Linked DNA regions of Arachis hypogaea: region 1 is linked to region 2. A link is a contact called in public Hi-C data. All regions are on one chromosome and are shown on one strand. Each heading gives the region's core, a stretch centred on a gene start, on an enhancer-like site or on the middle of the called end of the contact. The rest is flanking DNA. Distances are from core to core; before and after follow the strand shown.

Region 1 (7,195 bases), core at 1,925-4,424, 150 kb after region 2:
ACTATGAATTCTACTTTGAGTTGTGTGCACTTTGGTTTATTTCAGGTAGCACTCAGGATGGATTTGACAAGGTTTATGTAAAAGAAAAGGACAAAAATTGGATGATGCTGTCAACCCTGACCTCCTTGCACTCCAACGGGCATAACTTGAGATAAAGAGGTCCAATTGATGCGATTCTAATAGAATTGGAATGCTAACTTCCAGAGCTTTCCAATGATATATAATAGTATATACTTTTCATCCAAACTGTACGGCCTTAGTGGCAATGAGATTTCCCAAATTAGGCAACAGATGAAGAAAAAGCGCTCAAAACCATACGGGAAGGTTGACGCCTCCAAGTTTGGTGTCAGGAAGAAACAAAGCCACAAATACACATGGTCATAGTGGCGCCTAACTTGGGATTTTCCAAGTTAGGCGCCAACCTTGATGAATGAAGTGGTCCTATTCGTCCTCCAGGCATTCATTCGAAGTTCTTTTATTAATTTTGATTAAAATTTTATTTTATTTACAAATAGGAAAAGATATTATTTAGTTTTAGAAAAGATATTTTTCATTAATTAGGATTAGATATAAAAGAGAAAAGATTCAGCCCTTCGGGCTTTCTTCTCTCTTACCTCATTCTGCACTTTACAGTTTTTCAGAATCCTTGTTTTCTCTCTGAACCATGAGCAACTAAACCTCCACTGTTAAGGTTAGGAGCTCTGTTTATTCTATGGATTAATACTATTACTTTTCTATTTTAATTCATGTATTGATTTCAATTTCAAGAATTGTTTTCGTTCTTCATCTTATGAATTTGAGTGGAACGGAAGTATGATCCTTATTCTAATTGAGTTGTTGTAAACCTTGAAAAAGCAATTTACCTGAACAACCGCTTGAAAACAATTTTTCCTAAATTTCTAATTATCTGGACTTAACGAGATACGTGACATATAATCATCTTATATTTGGATAATTAGGGTTTCTGTGGCACATAAACTAGTTTTGAACTTAACCCTCTAATCGGAATCAAGTGACCAAAGAATTGGCGGTTGATGAAGGTTAGAGAAGACTAAAAAGGTCTAAGGAATTAGGGTTTAGTCACATATAGTTTGCCATGAATTGAATCTTGTATGATTTAAAATAGTTGGTAAGAAAAGTTAATCTGAAAAATAAACATCTCTAAAACCTTAACTATTTTACTCATATATTTCACAACCCATTTACTGCTTGCTTTCTGATTTTCTGAATTTACTGTTTAATGCTATTGAATTCTCAACATCATTTTCTGTTTGTCTGACTAAGTAAATCACTCAACCATTGTTGCTTAATCTATCAATCCTCGTGGGATCGGCCCTCATTCACTTGACGTACTACTTGGTACGACCAGGTACACTTGCCAGTTAGTTTGTGGGTTATAAATTCCGCACCACTTGGACGTACCAATCACTATGCTCGGCAGCACACTGAGGCATGACGAACATCGCTGTCCGTACTCTACTGTTGATGTCTTGGATATACCAGAGCGAAGAATTTTCATGTATCCTATGGTTGCGAGGTAACAACTGTTTATGTCTTCATTATGTTTTCAATTTGTAACTTTTTATGACATTCTTCATAATGAACTCCTGCTATCCATTTGATTGGTGTTAGATTGATAGGATTGCAGTAGCAGAGTAGAGACCAGTATGAGGCGATGGTTCTGCGATGAGAAATATCGATAGACCGGTTACGATTTGACGAGGTTAGTACCACGGTTGACTCCACCACTATTTTTATTTAGTCCTTTATGTAGACTTTGTTTTTTATGCAAATTAACCAGAAGTATGCACTTACTGAATTGTTTGCTTTGGAGCATTTTTTGCCTTTTGAGATATGTAACACGGAGACTTTATGGACAACCATTTGCAGCTTGATGGCAATGAACATGGTACTTTAATCGGTCCGATTGGATCACTCGATACTCAGCACTTCTGCGAATACTGTAGTTTCTCGCACCCTGTATCATTGCATCTCGACATTTGAATCTGTGGACCACCCGAAACTCTACCCCACCATCTAGGTTGTAATTTTCTTCCCCAGTGTTGGAAAACGGAGTTCTCTCATGCATGGCGTCCATATTTAATGTATGATTGTGACTTGGTACATTTGATAGCACTGGAATCGGGTGGGGTGGAGGCAAAACATAGCGCACCGCTGTCTCGGCCGACGTCTCCGGTACAAACTCCTCTTCATCATCCCCTTCAGAAGAATCACTATCGGCACTATCGACAATGTACTCTTCGTCAGAGTCTTCCTCACCCACCTCCATGTCTTCCACTGAAATAGCGACATGAATTGATGGTGGTGCGAGAGGTTAGTCGTTTTGCACATAGGTCGCGTGTACAGAACCACCACGACCAACATCTCCAACCTTGGCGAAAAGCTCCATCACTTGTTCCGCTATGATTCTCCCATGGATGTCAAACATGAGTCGCATATGCTCGTCCCCAAGGAGTCAAAATAGTCGAAACCAGAAAACTATACTCCACGGTGCTAGCAACCTATATTCCACCCTTCCGATCTCTCTCGTCCCTATGCCACCAAGGTTGCTCAATATCAAACTCTTCAACTTAGACAACGAACTTACACGCCGAGTGTGGAACAGTAACGGATTCTCACACTCAAATATCACCCCATTGTCGCCGTTTCTCATACGACAATTGGGGTAAACATACACAATTATATACGCTATTACTGGACATTTTTGCCTTCTTTTCGTGAGACAATCGGGGGAGAAGAAGATATGAAATGTATGTGGAGAATGCCAAGGGTTGCACATCCTTTTATAGCTATTGAAAATTTGTCTTACTGTATCTAATTTACATTGTAAATGCAATAATTCAAAACGTATTTTGTTTACAGTGTAAATAAGATAATCTTGCGCGTATCTCGTTTACAGATTACACTGTAAACGAGATAAGACTGTAAACGAGATAAGACTGGATTACAGATTTCGATAATAATTTTTAAAATTATTTATTTCAGCAATTAATACATTTATTTAAATAAAAAATTCATAAATAAAAATGATAAAAATAAATTTTGTTAATATTAAATTAATTTAATTGAATTTAATTAAAAAAATTGTATGTATAATATTACTTTTTAATTTGTAGCTATCTAACTATTAAAAAGATAAATTCCGACTCACAATGATCAGTTGATTACTAGTTGCATCTTACCCTAGCTCATCTCTAGAAATTTCTTTGATTTTCATTTTTCAGAAGAGAGGTAAATTGCGGTACAATTCATACGTACGCGGCACGCCGATACACACAGCAACACCACGACAACACCACCACTCAAACTCCATATTCCCCCGCCCCCCCAAAAAAAAAAAAAAAAAAAAAAAAACTTACACTGAACTGAACATACGTGCACATTTCTCCAAAATCTTTGTGCAAGTCTTATCTATTCCCCTCCAAGACCTGGGAACTTTCTGAGAGCCTTATCCTGAAAAACACTACTTCTTCTTCTTCTTCTTCAGCCATGATGTGGGAATGGGAAGAATTAGACGACGCCGTTCCGCAAAACGACCAGCCTGATACCGATTCCTACCTCAACTTCGATCTCTTCTCTGCTCTCTCTAAGCCCAAGGTTACTTACTTTATTACTTTACTTATTACCATTATTTCTACTTCATTTTTTCCAATTTTAGGTTTTTTACTACCCTCACTCAGTTTGAAAACTAGGGATTATTATTATTGCAGTTTCTTTTGTTTTAGGAACTAAAGTTTTGGAATTTTGTTTATTTTGGCAGGATTATTATAAGATATTGGAAGTGGATTACGATGCTACGGATGATGCTATTCGTTCTAATTACATTCGTCTAGCTCTGGTGTGTTTTTGTTTCTATGTGTAATTCTTTGTGTTGCAGTGTTTAGGGTTCCATTTGTTGGAATAGTTTTATTTATTTCTTTTTAAGTGTGATTTATTGCTTTGTGTGGAGGCAGAAATGGCACCCAGACAAGCAGAAAGACCAAGGTGCTGCCACCACGCGGTTCCAGGAGATAAACGAGGCTTATCAGGGTTAGTCTGGTCCTTTCACACCTAACCTTCTTTAATTGTAATTTTTTAAATTAATTTGAGCATATAGCTTGATGCTCAAATGATAGAGATTGTGTGCTGAATTATACCATATAGAATTTAGGCAATTGATGATGGTTCAATAATTATGAAATTGTTGTATATCACTCCCCAGGGAGGCAGTGAATGTGGTTATTTATGATAGTAGAGGTCTGGGTTGTCCTTTGGGCTTTTTCGAGGATATGTTGTTTCCGCATCTATCTCTGTGTCTGCAATTTGTTGCTACAAGTAATCGGATAGTTGTGATATTGTTTGGAATATGGATTTTATTTGCTGTTGATGGGCGAGGAGCTGAGGAGTTGAGGACAAGGGGTTTTGGAATCTTGAACACTGACAAATATACAGCAAATCTTGAATGCTAATGATAATGAAATTCAGTTTTAAATTCAAAAGTATGTTTTTTCATTGAAACTTGAAAATAAAAAACTTTTTATCGGCTATTTAAGTCTCGTGTTCCAAGTCAAAGTCCTCTGCAGAATTATTTATATAAGAAAAGGAAAATAAAGGAAGTATAAGCTAAAAGTTTTAACATGAAGGTATCGAGCAAAATGCAGCATAATTATGCACAACTTTATAGTGGTTTCAATGCCTTTCATTTTGGGACCTTTGAGTGTTCGTTTGCTTGTATCCATGCAGAGAAGTTAACCCATCCACGCCTTCTGTTTGAGGGGCTATCCTAGAATTTCAGATTTCTCCACTGATACTATATGGATTACCATTTTCTAGTGCAGTGAACTCAGCCGGGTTTCTGTTAAATACAATTGTGCTTTCAGAGATACTTTGTGAGGGCTCTGAAACATCCAATCTATTTTGATCTGGAGTTTCTTTTTCAAGATTGGGCTCCCTGAGTTGCAGACTATCTCCATTCTGCTTGGCTGAATTGGAGCTATTCATCTTAACTCCACTACCATACGTTGGCAAATTTTGATCCCTGAAATCAGGACTTCTGAATTTCCCACCATGCTAATCTTACAAAGTGGCAAAGATGGGAGAATAAAAAAGGTGGTTTGGTGGTTTATCTGATAAATTAATGCTGCTGAAATGCTCAGAAATCTGCTTTCATGGGGGGCATGTGTGTGTGCCTCTCTCTCTCTCCCCCCCAAGTTTACATTGCATATACAAGGATTAGAGGGTCTCTTAACCATTTTTGCACTTCTACCTGCACTAGATGATGGTCTGTCTCCCTGCCTGTGCCTGGTAAATTATGTAAATGCAGTGTGTGTATGCTTCATTGGAATACATATCACAAGATCCACTCTGATATGGATCATGTTCCGTCCCATTACTTTTTCCAGCAAGTGTCTGTTCTGTATTCATGCTGCTCATGTTTCCAGAATCCTATCTGTAGGAAGCTTCTCTAGGTCAATATCTTGAGAACTTGGGCAGTTAGAATCAATAATATCACTTCTGTTCTGTCTTTATGTTGATTCAGATCGAAGTGAAATGAAGTCTAAGTTGCTACTTGTAGGCTGAGAAACAGTCCTTGTGTGTAAATCAACGTATCTCAGGGATACATTGTTCTTGTTGACAATGACTGAACTTGAGAAGCATTACCATGCTGTTGCAACATGTGTAGGCGTGTTTTGTCTTTGTGTCACACAAATTGCAATGCAGCCACTTGCATGATACATGCACCCAATGCCCAAATGTTCTGTCCCAAATGTTCTGTCTCTGCTTTATGGAGCAGGAGTAATCAGTGGACAAAATGATGCAAATAGAGAATAGATTATTCTTGTTTGATCCAAGTGAGGAATGCTTGTGCCTTATGACAATTTAGTAGGTTTTAATTTATTTCTATTTTTAGTTTGTTATATTTTCTTTAATAGTTTAAAAGTATGGCACCTTGGAACAGTATAGTTGTATAAGTGCCGAATTGTATGCAGATTACAGAGTAGTAGTATATTTTGTTCCTGTGCAGAGTGATAGGAATTTTGTTTTTAATATAACCAATCAACAAGTGCTCACTACTCTTAACTTATTGGTATGTTACTATGTTGGAATTTATAGTTATAAAGAAGTTTTCATTTTTACCTATTTGCTAAGATTTGGTAATTTCATGCTTGGTAAATGGAACGGCATAATTTGCCCGTAATGTCACTGCTTATATAATTAATAATGTTTGTTAAGTTTTCTTAATTGTTTTATCCATCTCAAACTTACGATATTAAAATCATGCCTCAGAATTCCTATCGGAAGAAAAAGCCTCAGAGTAATGCTGTTGCATAAATGGGATGCTCGTTTGAAATATGGAATCAACTGTTTGTCATCAACTTAGAGCTTAAAATCTGCATGTGGACGTTACCAGAGATTCCAATCACAAATTCATTTAAGAAATTTGAACAAGCATAGTATTATGTCTTCTTATTAAAATTAATATATTTTTGCCAAGAGGAAAATGGTTGATTGAACATTGTGATTTGCCTAGACCCTAGAGTAGTCTTATTGTTTGGGACAACGAGCACTTTGATTTTGTTGCTTAGCCTTCTCCAGGTAAGGATCGAGTCGTTATTTCTAGCATTTGTAAATGTGGTACTCACTCTCTAATGGTTAGATGTACTGAATTTTTTCGCTGGACCCATCATAAATGTAATTTCTTGCCCTGTTGTTTCCATCACTCCATAAATGGGAAAGGAAAAATGAAAGAGAAGATTTGTGATCTTAGATGCCTTGTTCCATATTTCAGCATTGAACTCGTACTCATTCAATTTGTTTTGTTCCTGAAATTCTTTTTTACTGGAGAAAACGCTGGTTTGAAGTTTAAACCTTGTGCACAGATTTGGATACACTTTGTTGCTCGATTGTTACTGTATCTTAGATTGGATTAGTAAATATTTTATGATGAGCTAATTGAGCATGATATAAATGCTTGGTAAAGTAATGTTTAATGGGGAATAAGAAATCAATTATCAATTAAGTAATGGAAAATGATTACTGGCCTGGAAGAAACAGGCTTCAGCTGGTGTATCTATAAACCCAGAGAAAGGATAAGCGAGGTACCCGCCGAGACCTTATAACATTGAAGCCCCGTATTTCCAATATGGGACTCAAGTTCCATACCTTTTAAATGGATCATGGCGGTTTGATACTT
Region 2 (7,104 bases), core at 1,137-3,636:
ACACAAGCGTCGTATGCAATCACACCATGCCACGGTCCAAGGGCGCTGAAATGGATTTACAAAGTATATAAGCACATACTTAAGGGAAAACTTTTCAGGATAATCAAAAAGGATAATACCTTGCATGAAAGGTTGGTATACGAGCTGGCTGTGAATTTGACGAAGCAGCAGCCTCTGAACTAGGAGCGTTTCTGCAAAAATATGTTACAGTACTAACAATTCAGATTATATAAGATTACTACGCATTTGTATATTGTGTGACTAAGCAACAAGTATGCATGTTCCGTTAAAGCGGTTATGAACTTATGTGTTGTGAGACATACTTATTCTATCAAAGATACTAACCTAACAAACTGGTCAGACTCAGCTCCAATGTTCTCTTTTGTATCCTCAGACATGGATTTCAATGTACTTGATTCTGCTTTATGTGGAATAGCATGTACACCAGAAGTGGGAATTTTCTCATGTACTTGTCTAATCTCTGGAGCAGCTCCACAAAACGGGGGTGCACTAGGAATGTCGTCATCATCATCAGACCCTCTTCCATTCTGCACAAATCATGAAATTAGGATGATTTTAGCCAGCCATGAATGTTCAATTTGTCGAGGATAAGTATTTAAAAATCCAATCATGAGAACTTCTTTTGAGGTAGATAATATGAGCCAAGAAGAAGACATATATAGCCTATACAAGTACGAAGATAGTAATTGGGAAGAGAAACATATGTCGCAAAATCAAAATACAGTAAACAACTTTGCATGATTTCATTAATTAGTAACTTCAAACCTTATTTTAAACTCAACATCTGTTATACAATTTCAGAACTTTGTACAAAAACAGCCACATTCCTGCCCAATATATCCATGACTATGAAAATTTTTGGAGGCATATAATGACATTACTTCAATACATATCAATAATAATTGCATACCTTTTCTGCAGCACTTTGCGTGTTCATCCTTGAAGGCACACTAGAAGCGTACCCTTCTGATGCTCTATTTCTCGGCACAGCACCATTGATACTTCCTACCTGAGTGGTAGAGAATTCAGAGCTGGCTGCAGAATCCGATGATTCATCCTCAGTAAATCCACTATGCATTACTTTCCTGACACCCCTCAACAAAGGATCCCTAACAAAACCATTTCTCCCAACCAGTGTCTCCCTTGAAGAACTGACCTCCGAGTAAGTATAATCACTTCCATACCGCGGCGCCCTACGAGGGAGGTTCCCATATCTCCCAGGAGCACCATTCGGGACTCGGGGGTCCTGGGGTGACGAATCCAGCGAATACCTTCCACCATAAACCTCTTCCTCCGAATCAATGCTATCATCGTTATCAGAATTAGAACCACTGTTAATGGACGACACAGGAATTGCATTAGCAGGAATGTGCCCACTTCTGAATTTTGCTGGTGGTGGCAACCCAAACCCTCTACCACTACCACCCTTCACTACACTGATGGGATCATTTCGAGATCTTAATGTGGTGCTGGAGATTGGAATATCCTTCTAATTACCAACAAAATAACCCAAACAGAAAATATAAAAGAAAATCAGAACTTCACAAATACTAATTTGATGTAAAGTGTTGCCGATTCATAAAACTTTCTTCTAAATAAAAAATAAAACTTCTAAATTCTAATCACCAACATTCTACAAAAAAATCAGAACTTTACATCGAGGTAAATTGGGAGAAACACCCATGTTTGTGTACACTCATAAACGAAGAAAACAAGAACAACAAAAAGAAAGAGTTAAAATTTCGAGAATGGAAGCTACCTCTCTAACCCATCTAAGTGCATTTTTATCAAGTCCTTCAGTGAACATCTTCACCTGCAGAAACAGGGTAACACCCAAAAATCTCGGCAACCAAAAACGCCTCAATGCAAATGCAACATCAAAAATTGGAAGCCAAAAGGGTGAGACCTTACCCAGAAGAAAATAAAAAATTGAACTTTTTTTACCCAACCAAATGAATGCTACTAGTATAACAAGTGATGACAGAGAACAGAGAACTCTGACATGTGTGACAAAGAAGGTTAAGGTTTTGTTTGAGTGAAGAACAAGAAGAAAAAGAAGATGGGTGTACCAAACAGGAATGTGAATCAGCTTAGGGAAGGTAGCAAAAAAAAAGAAAAAGAACAAAAAAAAAAAAGAAGAAGAAAAACCTAAATGGGGTGCGAGATTTGAGGGAGAAGAGCAAAACTAAAAGATGAAAAAAGGGGGATGCTTACTTAAAAAAGCTTTTTGCTTTCACAGATTTCACTCACTCGCTTACTCAGAACATGAAGAGAGAGAATAAGACACTCAAAAAGCCACTACGCTGCTCTCTGCTACTTGTTTCTTACTCTTTCATTGCTTCTTTTCAATTTTCTACTGTCCTCTTATTAATTTTATAAATTTAATTAATTTTAATACTTGTCAAGTTTTTAAGAGAAAATTAATTTAACAAATAATACTACATTACCATTTTTTACCAGCACTTAGTCAGTAATAATTTATCTCATATTTATAAAAATTTTGAACAAAAAAATTTATACATATTAACTAATATAATTTGTACTCACATTTTTCAAAATTTATACACATAAATTAATAAATTAATAAAATTTATTTATTAAAAATAATTAGTATTTACGCTAAATAAACAAAGGCCAAAAATATTAAAAATTATTGACCCGAGAGTTTCTCTAATTTTAATTAGTAATTGCTTAAAATTTTAAAAATATTCTACATTCTACTTTGGCAATGAGATTTAGCTGAATCTCTAAAAAATTAATTAGATTTAATTAAGTTATTTTATTGAGTTTGTTTTATTTGGTGTAATATTTTTTAAGAGAATTTTAATTCAAATTTTAAGCATATTTTATCTTGTTTAGTTTTAATTGTGCAATAAATATTAAATATATACTAACAAAGTAAAGAGTTGTGTCACCTCAATTAGATCTTATTTTCAAAGTATAATTTGATCGAGGTTTTAAACAGTAATAACTTACATATCAATCAAATTTGACTTTTTATAATGTATTTTAAATGAACAAAATAATTTCTAAATAAAACAAGTTTTAATATTTAATGAAACTCATTGGTAGCAAAAATACATTTCCATATTCCAATTCATGCGTAAAATAGTCTTCAGGTCATTAGTGGTCAACTAGAACTAATATGGTAATATACAATTAGATTTTGATATAATCTTTATTTTTACAAGATATTTACGTACTTTACAAGTAATCGCTTAAATTAATTCGAACAAATTTTATATTGAAAATTTTAATTTTTAACAAATCCCTTTTTGTTATTATAAAACTCTTCAAATAAAATAAGCCTCCAATAAATTTTAGAATTATTTCATGAATTAAATTTATTCTTTTATTATTTTAAATAAAATTAATTTGTCTTATAATAATATTTTTAAATTTAAATTATTTTATAATAAATTTTATTAAAAATTTATTTATCTAACATATATTAAAATTTTGTTAAATGCATCAGAGTAACCAATATATTAAAAGTTTATTAAATGCATTAGAATAACCAATATATCTAAAATTTATTGGATATTAATTTAAATGTTTATCTTTTTTATCTCTTATTTTATTTTATGACAATGTTAAAAAGACAAAAAAATGTTAAAACTTATCTTATTTAATATTTATTAAATAAGATAAATTATAGTTATTATTAGTTGATTTTCTTTTGGTTATTAAATATTTCTGTTTATTTATTTTGGCAAGTTGCCAGATTCTCAAAGGAGCGTGCCAAAATCCTTAATAATTTGATTTCATTTTATACGCTGCTAATTACTTATGGTCGGTTTAAGAAGACATTATTTTATTTGAAGTTTTATTTGTTCTAAAATCTAAACGGCTAAACAAAGACATTGGTTACTACGAGGTCGTATGTTTTAGCTCAATAGGAGACTAGGAGTTACGTACACATTTACTGATTTATAAATAAAATAAAAAATTAGTCTCCCATATCTTAAAATATCAAACAACTTAATTTATAAAAATGTTATTTTTAAAAAAGATCAAAAACTAATATATATCTTTTTTTAAAAAGTATTAAGAGAATAATTTCTCCTTTTCATTTTATTGTAACTAATTCATCTTATATTAAAAGAAATTGAAAACTATCTAATTAAAAACTAATCTATGTAAAAAAAGTATTGGAAATCAATTTAGAGGATTATTCTTTAATAATAATAAGCTTATCATATAATACTTGTTAGTTGTAACCAGTGAAACTGTGAAAGGGAATGAATGGTACATTTAAATTTTAATTTAATTGCATCGGAAACTCGAACGTTACAAGTGGGGACACCTTTATGGTCCTTATCTTAATATATAAAAAACATAATAAATAACTATAATTCCAAGCTTATGATATGAGAAATACAAAAGCCAAAGTTTTAAAGGGTCCCAACTAATGCCACAATCACATGGTGGGTCACACTTTTGACGCCTACGATAGCTTTTTCTTTGTTCTTGGCTTCTTATATTTTATGTCTGCACAACTAACGTAACAATTTTAGTAAAAGTTCAAATTCATTTTATGAGTGAATCAAATTATTCTTCAAAGTATTCTTTATATCAGATCAAATTTTCAAATTAACTAATGTATATTAGTATAGATTACATAGTATAAGATATATTTATTGAAATGTTATAAGAAATATGAAATTCATCTAATATACGTTAATTAATTTGACTGACGCATAAATTTGAGCGATATATATACTTGCTCTAACATTCAAATATTGAAACTTTAGTTAGGACTTTAGGCGGTGACCATGTGATTCATCTATTCAAAAGAAGATGAAGATATATGGTTAGGGAATAAATCACCATTTGTATCTATAAGAGATGAAAACACTGATATTTATATTAATGATAGTCTGAAATTAAAGTTATATCCATGATAGATGTTTTTCGTGTGACAAAAGTGCTCTGACTTGGATATGAGCTTGGTTTATGAGAATCCGATCCAGGGGCGGAACTTAGTTCAGATAAGGGGGGCCATGGCCCCCAAACTTTTGTTAAAAAAATTAGTAATACTTCTTTAGAAAATAAAAAATAGTTCAGTTTGTTCAAATACTTTATTATGACTTAAAATATCAAAGTTCAATCTTCATCTCTTGCTTTTATTGCACAATAGTTTTTAGTTTTAAACGTTCAAACCTTGATGGATTTGGACTGAACTGAGTGTATTCGCATTTCGCAACTCTCTATTCAATAAGCAGCACTCCTTCTACCTTTGAGTTCAAATATAAAAAATTAGGTATTTTTTATTTATGTAATTTAATATTATTTTATATTTTACTATTTATTTAATTTAATTTTTTATATGATAAAAAAATTAGAATATTCAATAAGTATTGATATTATTGTATTTGTATAAATTAATAAAAAAATTCAATAAATATTATAAATTTTAATATTTATCCTTCTAATTTTTTTTTTTACATATTTTACAGGATATATATTCAAATTTTTATATAAAATAATCATGAAAAATCAAAGAATTGATCCATTTTTAAGAGGAAGGCTAATATTCAAGAAGGAGAACATATACTTTTTACAATATCAACACCTGTAGATAGTTTTTCTACTTTAATGAATCACGAAGTACGTGAGATACAACCTTCAAAAGTTCAAAGAGTTGCATCTGATGAGTTTGATCTTAATTCTTTAGAACGAGACGCTGAAAAACGGCTTTAAATTTGGCAATATCACCCAAATCAAAGAGATGAGGTTAGACGAATTTATCTTAAATGGGGTCCATATCAAAAGCATCTTGACAATTATCTTCTATCTGGCCCCCAAAATTGTATTTCAAGCTCCGTCACTGATCCGATCCTAGGTGGCACTCCAAACCACCAAATCCATATCTTAGTTGTCCATCTTAGGGTATTCCAAATCCCCGTGACCGCCAGATCCAGAAGACCTTCAACAACATCAAGATCACCATCCTCTACGGTTTCGTCACCATCCTTGTCCTTCGCGGCACCATCGGCATCAACCTCTCCTCCTCTGACGCTGATGCCGTCAACCAGAGCCTCATCGAGGAGACCAACCGCATTCTCGTTGAGATTCGCTCCGACTCTGACCCCGATGACAACGACACCCCTTTCGGTCCCAACGCCACCGCCGCCTTCTCCCTAAGCCCCAAGATCTCCGATTAGGATCAACAATGGCTCCAGCAAAGCCCTGAATACCCTAATTTCGTGAGAGGTAAAGCTCGAATCTTGCTCCTCACTGGTTCACCTCCAAAATCCTGTGACAACCATCTTTGGATTCTCCATTCTGCCGTAAGAAAAACTCGGTGACAGCCCCAAAAGATCAAACATTTCCTAGTCGTATTTTCCGAAGAGCTTCTCTCCTTCCCCACTCATATCCTCTCTTCCCTCGAACTCTTTCGCTGTTGAGTCCAGCACCGTCGAACCCTCCTCCGCATAAACCCTAGTCTAGGTCCCAACCGCGAAGGCAAAGAGATAACGAGGCACCGGCTGCTCCATCACAAACTCCTCCACCACGCGGTCTTGGCTGCACCACTTCAAGTTTAATGAGGCAAGCGTAGCGGCGTTGTCGTCACGTGGAGGGCGTTGTCATCACGCAATTTGCAGCCATGACTGCGGAGAGCTCAGAAGGGATGTTGAGGATGGCAGAGTAACAAATCGTTCGGGCAGAAATGTTGTGGGAGGGAAAGATAGAGCGCGCATGGATGGCTTGGCACTGAGTGTAGACGTAAGGGTGGATTTTGTTGCAGATTTGTGGAGGAAAGAGCCGTTAGAGTGCTGAAGAGGAAGGGAAGGTGGAGAAGGTGAGGATGAAGGAAGAGTGGTTGGAAAGCATGAGAGTGAGGAGGGTGTCCTTGATGGGATCAGAGGTGGTGGAGAGGGAGAAGATGATGGCTTCATCAGCGTAAAGGGCATAGTGGATGGTGAGGGAGCGAGCGTTGAGGAAGAAGGGGCCAGAGTGAGGTTTGGAGAGTGAAGAGTGTGGAGGCGTTTGGAGAGAGAGAGAGAGAGCGTGTGAGTGAGAGAGAGAGGGGTTGAAGATAAGGGATGGAGTGCCACCTAGGATCGGATTCTCACGAAC

The links. A called contact is a pair of places that touch in the nucleus more often than the background predicts.
Region 1: a Hi-C map of leaf shows a contact between it and region 2, with 2.1 times the contacts expected there. The contact joins the promoter of LOC112765263 here to the promoter of LOC112764071 in region 2. A contact is called at or near these places in 2 of 8 Hi-C or Micro-C datasets (both in leaf).

What each region holds. Positions count from the first base shown.
Region 1 is chr17:42,316,049-42,323,243 of arahy.Tifrunner.gnm2.J5K5, forward strand. It overlaps LOC112765263, which reads left to right and starts at 3,175. Exons shown (of 5, transcript XM_025811179.3): 1 at 3,175-3,618; 2 at 3,782-3,859; 3 at 3,975-4,050. The coding sequence starts at 3,511.
Region 2 is chr17:42,165,521-42,172,624 of arahy.Tifrunner.gnm2.J5K5, forward strand. It overlaps LOC112764071, which reads right to left and starts at 2,387. Exons shown (of 22, transcript XM_025809596.2): 1 at 1,781-2,387; 2 at 932-1,510; 3 at 346-548; 4 at 120-191; 5 at 1-45. The coding sequence starts at 1,828.